2 separate regions of the Mus musculus genome follow, and region 1 is linked to region 2. A link is a contact called in public targeted proximity ligation data. All regions are on one chromosome and are shown on one strand. The core of a region is the stretch at or near the end of the contact, and the rest is flanking DNA. Distances in the headings are between cores, read along the strand shown. Region 1 overlaps Nrxn2 (neurexin II). Region 2 overlaps Pola2 (polymerase (DNA directed), alpha 2).

Region 1 (2,700 bases), core at 163-2,662, 530 kb before region 2:
TTTACTCGATGTTTTCTCTTTTTAGATTTTGACAAACTCTTAGAAGAATAAGAGAGGAGGAGGAGGAGGAGGAGGAAGAGGAGGAGGAGGTGGCAGTGGCAGCGGCTATGCAGCAGCAGCCAGGTACGGTGGTTCACACCTGTGATCCCGACACTCAGAAGGCAGAGACAGGATGACTGCTGCAGGTCTGAGGCCAGCCTGACCACACAGTGAGATGCTGTGTAAAACAATGAAATAAAAGCACCGCTTGCAAGGAGCCACTGAGCATCGTGGACGCGGATATGGCAGGGATCTCGAGAGGGAGGGGCTTGGAGGCTGGATATGAACACAAAGACAGGGTGGGAACAAATAGGAGGGGCAGAACCCCTCTACAGACACAGCTCCCACTAGAAGCCAGTTCCTCCCGCAAAACCTTACTGACCCAAAGACGGGAGATGCACTCCCAGGCCCCAGGCTCCCTTGCACTGTTTTATGTTTTATGTTTTTGTTTTTGTTTTTTTTTTTTTGTTTTGTTTTTTTGGTTTTGGTTTTGGTTTGGTTTGGTTTTTTGAGACAGGGTTTCTCTGTGTAGCCCTGGCTGTCCTGGAACTCACTTTGTAGACCAAGCTGGCCTTGAACTCAGAAATCTGCCTGCCTCTGCCTCCTGAGTGCTGGCATTAAAGGCGTGCGCCACCACACCCGGCTCACTGTTTTATGTTTGTTTGTTTAAATATACTTTATTTTTAATTATGTGTATATGTGCGTGTGCCTGCATGTATGTAGGGATGTGAGCCACCATGTTGCGTAGGTCATCCGCAACTCCAAGTTGTTGTTTAAATTATTGTTTTATTATTTACTATGTGCATGTGTATGTACATGCCTATAAAGGCAAAAGGAGTTTGATCCCTGGATCTGAAATTACAGGTGTTTGTAAGCCTCCAGATGTGGGTGCTGGTAACCGAACTCTCATCCTCAGAGCATACTGAGCTGTTTCCATGCGCGTGCGTGCACACGAGAGAGAGAGAGAGAGAGAGAGAGAGAGAGAGAGAGAGAGAGAGAGTCAGAGTCAGAGTCATCAGGCCTGACCACTAAGAGCCTTTACCTGCTGAGCCATGCCACCAGCCCTAGGGTCCCTTCAATACCGTGGCCCCAAACCTGTTCTCTCATGACAAGGCATCACCTTCCTCAGGGTCCTGCTGCTGGGTCCCTCTCCTAACAGGATCCCAAAAGTGGCCCCTGTGATGGCCTATCTCACTGTTTATGGCCAGAGTCCCCAGAGCCTGCCGTGACCCGTCTTTTGGCTGGAACAGGAGTCAGCACGAGCTGAGTGCTGAGAGGAAGAAGGAAGGAACTGAAAGGAACTCTGACCCCTGCTCCAGAGTCGCTCCCCAGTATGGAATAGGAGCCACCTGACTCATTCCTTGACAGAAGAAAAGGTAAACAAGATGTGGGCATGGCACTGTTATTCAGCATTGAGAGGAAGGGAGTTCTGACTCACACTACAACACAGATGAACCTTGAAAGACACTCTACTCACTGAAACAGCCAGGCATAAGAAGACAAATATAGGGGCTGGAGAGATGGCTCGGCAGTTAAAAGAACTGGCTCCTCTTCCAGGGGACTTCTGTCAATTCCTAGCACCCACATGACAGCTCACAATTGTCTGTAACTCCAGGTTCAGGGGATCCGACACCCTAAGATATATGTGCAGGCAAAATACCAATGCATGCAAAGTAAAACAAATAAGTCATTAAAATAAAGAAGTCAAATATACAGATAGGATATAGTGGCGCATGCCTGTTACCCTAATCCTCTGGAAGGCCAAGACAACAGGATCTCCACTCCAAAGTTATTCCAAAGTTAGACTGGACTATGTGTGAGACTCTGTGTTGAGTGGAAAGAAGAAAGGGAGGGGGAGGGAGAGGGGAGGGAGGAAAAGGAGAAGCTGGGGAGATGGTTCGTGGTTAATATGTTTGCTGCTTAAGTATGAAGCTCAGAGTTCAAATCCCCAGAAACCACAGAAATGCCAGGTGGGTGTGCTGGCCCACCTATAATATCAACCTTAGAAGGCAGAGACAAGAGATCCCCTAGGGGAGAGAATGGAGGAAGGTTTTTCGGAGGGGAAACCAGGAAAAGGTTTAACATTTGAAATGTAAATAAATATCTAATAAAAAAATGTTTAAATGTTTAACAGGAAAAGAGAGAGAGAGATCCCCTAGCAAGCTGGCTGGCCAAATCTGTGAGCTCTGGGTTTGATTGAGAGACCTTACTTCAGTGAACGGAGTGGCTGGTTTCTGCCATCAGCCTTGGATCTGCACATGCATGTGTGCACCCACATATGTGTGCCTCCACACACACGCAAGCATGTACGCGAACACATGAAGTAGTACTGTGTGTCGTCACTCATCTAAAGTCCCAGAGTAGTTCAAACAGAGATGGTGGCCAGAGGCTGGGGACAGGGAGAGGAGAGCTTATGTTTAACAGAGACTTCAGTGTGGGAAGATGGGGAAACTGCACCTGGACGTTGGTGAGGGCTGTGCAGAGACTTGAGTGTAGTCAGAGCCCTAATCATGAGTAATGACGAAGACTAGAAATGTGTGTGACGTGCGATTTGCCACAGTTTCAAAAAGAAACAAAAGCAAGGCAATGTGGGAGGACCCCAGAGTCAGGCCAGTGTGCAAGGTGCTGGCTATGCAAGGTAGAGAACCCAAGCTGTATCCC
Region 2 (2,700 bases), core at 146-2,645:
TCACAACCATCTGTAATGGGATCCGATGCCCTCTTCTGGTGTGTCTGAAGAGAGCCAACAGTGTACTCATATACATAAAATAAATAAATTTTAAAAAAGAAGAAGAAGCCGGGCAGTGGCGGCACACACCTTTTATCCCAGCACTGGGGAGGCAGAGGCAGGTAGATTTCTGAGTTCGAGGCCAGCCTGGTGTACAGAGTGAGTTCCAGGACAGCCAGGGATACACAGAGAAACCCTGTCTTGGGGGGGGGGGGTGGGAACTAAATAAGAAGGAAAGAAAGTTCCCTGTGAGACTGGCACACTGCCTACCTTCGCTGAAGAGACAGAGACTGAAACTCTGTTCTGTGGCTACTGCTCTAAGTTGGTATGTCACGTGTTAAGGTCCTGAGATACATAATCACAAATGGTCTTTCCTGGGGTCTCGGTCAAGGGCCTGGCTTCCGTGTTTCTCCTTCACAGAAAAGGTTCAAGGCAGTCTTCATCCCAGACTCGCAGCTGTGTACGAGGAGAGTAATTCTTCCCTTGTCTCGACTCTATTCCTTGCAGATGGGCAGCCCTACCCCATGCCCACCCCTTTTTGTTTGAGACATTAGAGCCAGGCTGGCTTAGAATTCCGTCTGTATCCTAGGCTAGTCTGGCGCTCACAGCAATCCTGCTTCACCCTCCTGAGTGCTGGGTTTGCAAAGCTCAGGGCCCTGTGCCTGGCTCCTGTCTTTCTCCTTGTTACCCTGTGCCCGCTCTGAGCCCTTCGGGGTCATCCTACAAGCTTTAGCCCCGAGCAGACACCAGGTGTCTGCCCCGAGTGCACCTCTTTTACTTTCTTGCAGAACTGTAAGTTGACAAGCCCATTCGAAGACGTTTTCAAGCAATGCCTGAGAACAGTTATCGAAGGAACGAGAAGGTTAGCATTCCAGTTGCTGGGCAGAACCTGGGGCTCTCCAGGTTCCTCTAGGACAAGTAGGAAAACTGAAACCGCGTGGCCGTTCTGTCCTTTCCGCCCTTTGAACTCAGAGATGAGATAGAGCCCTTGACCTTCGAGTGCTGGAGAGTGGGTAAAAAGGCATCTTTGTAAGTCAGATAAACAAACTTGAGAGGACGCGTTTCACATGCTCTTCCTCGCTCTCTTCACTTCCCTTTCTCACTTCCCCTTGTATAAGCAGTTACTCCATGGGAATAGTCCCAGGGTAGGGAGGCATTCCAGTGACAGAGAAATCCTGAGAGGCCCCAAGCCTCTCCTCGCTCAAAGGGAATGCTTTGGGGTGAGCCCAAGTTCCTTTCCTGAGTCAATGCTCCCCATGGTGGGGGACGGCTGCCAAGAGCTAGGGTGATGGGTGGGAAAGACTTGAGTGAGGGTGGATCTGGAGTCCTCGGCATAGTTTGGAAGACAGGACTGAGGCCCCAGCACTGACATCAGCACTGGGTTCTAGTGTGGGCCTCACGGCTCCAGTGAGAGTCTAAAGCTAGAGGCAGAGTCACCGGAAGCTGACCCTCAGTTCCTGTCCATTTCGTTTGGCCAGGTCAGAAAGAAAATGAAGTGGTGGGCGGGCTCCTGGGATTTGCTTTCTGTTTAGTAAACAAACATCCCTGAGGCTCAGCTTTAAAGCAAACCTGTAACAAAGGTGGTTTGGAAAGGTCTTCCTTCCGCCTTCTGTCCTGAGAACAGATCCCGGGTTGATTAGTTGTAATACAACCGAGTGCTGGCATCAGGCCTAGAGCCAGGAGATTTGAGCCCTTAGCTGCTTCCATCCTCCTCCCTTCTCAAATGGAGGGTTACAGATACCCTCCCTCTTCTCAGATCTGCTAGGGCCAGTTGAGTTTATGAAACCTGGGGAATGCTGAGTGGAGGTCCTCAGAAGATAAACCTCTGCCACCACCACTCCCACACGCCCCCCACAGCAGGAGAGGCTCTGGAGCAGCACCCAGCACTGGCTGGTGCATCCAACGTGAGGCTGGATTCTGATTTTGGTTCGTCATCCCATGTGCTATTGATAGCAGTGACATAAACAAAGAATAGACCGGGCATTGTTACCCTGGGGGCCAGCGCCCAGCGCCACCAGGCACTTTCATCTGTGGTTAGTGTGAGCTGCAGGGCAGGGAGCCGCCCCACCCTGCCTGAGCAATATAGAAATGGTGCTGAGTCAGAGATGCAGAACCCCAAGCCTTCAGAGGTTGGCAGATGTGTGCGAGCTCCCTTGTAGCAGCAGAGAGGCCTGGTGCACCTCACTGCTCAAGTGACGACAGTGAGACCCTCCCACCATGATGTATGAAGTGAAGTTGTGCAAGGCTGCACATAGTTGAAATTTTCTTCCTGGCCCATCCCCCTATAGCCAGCTCCAAGCCATGAGCGGAGGCTGTTTCCGCCTTAACCATTGCTCTCCTGAAGCCAGTCCCGAAGAGCAGCTCAGTCCCATGAGGTCAAACAGCTGCCCCGCCCCACCCCCAGCCCCTTGTACCTTCAGAATTCCATGCTGGAGACTTGGAGAAAATGTTGCCCCTTCCAACTCCCTCCGTGTCCCATTCACCACACGCTAGCACCCACATGGTGGACTTGGACAGTGGCAGTGAACTTGGTGACAGATTGTGAGTGATATGAAAGGTACCTTTGGTCTCGAGATTCTGATGATCCGACATAACACACAAGTTCCCAGTGTCTGACGGTGTGTCAAAAGTCCCTCTGCAGGGATGGAGAGGCTGCTCAGC

Evidence for each region.
Region 1: a targeted proximity ligation map of pancreatic cancer cells shows a contact between it and region 2. A contact is called at or near these places in 1 of 130 datasets of targeted methods (pancreatic cancer cells) and 1 of 9 other capture datasets (liver).

Annotation. Positions count from the first base shown.
Region 1 is chr19:6,475,848-6,478,547 of GRCm38.p6, reverse strand. The region is part of intron 9 of Nrxn2 (neurexin II); the gene reads right to left. Among named protein-coding and RNA genes, the nearest start is that of Gm52381, 20 kb to the left of the region's middle.
Region 2 is chr19:5,944,671-5,947,370 of GRCm38.p6, reverse strand. Pola2 (polymerase (DNA directed), alpha 2) reads left to right here. Exons shown (of 18, transcript NM_008893.3): 13 at 828-901. Among named protein-coding and RNA genes, the nearest start is that of Pola2, 18 kb to the left of the region's middle.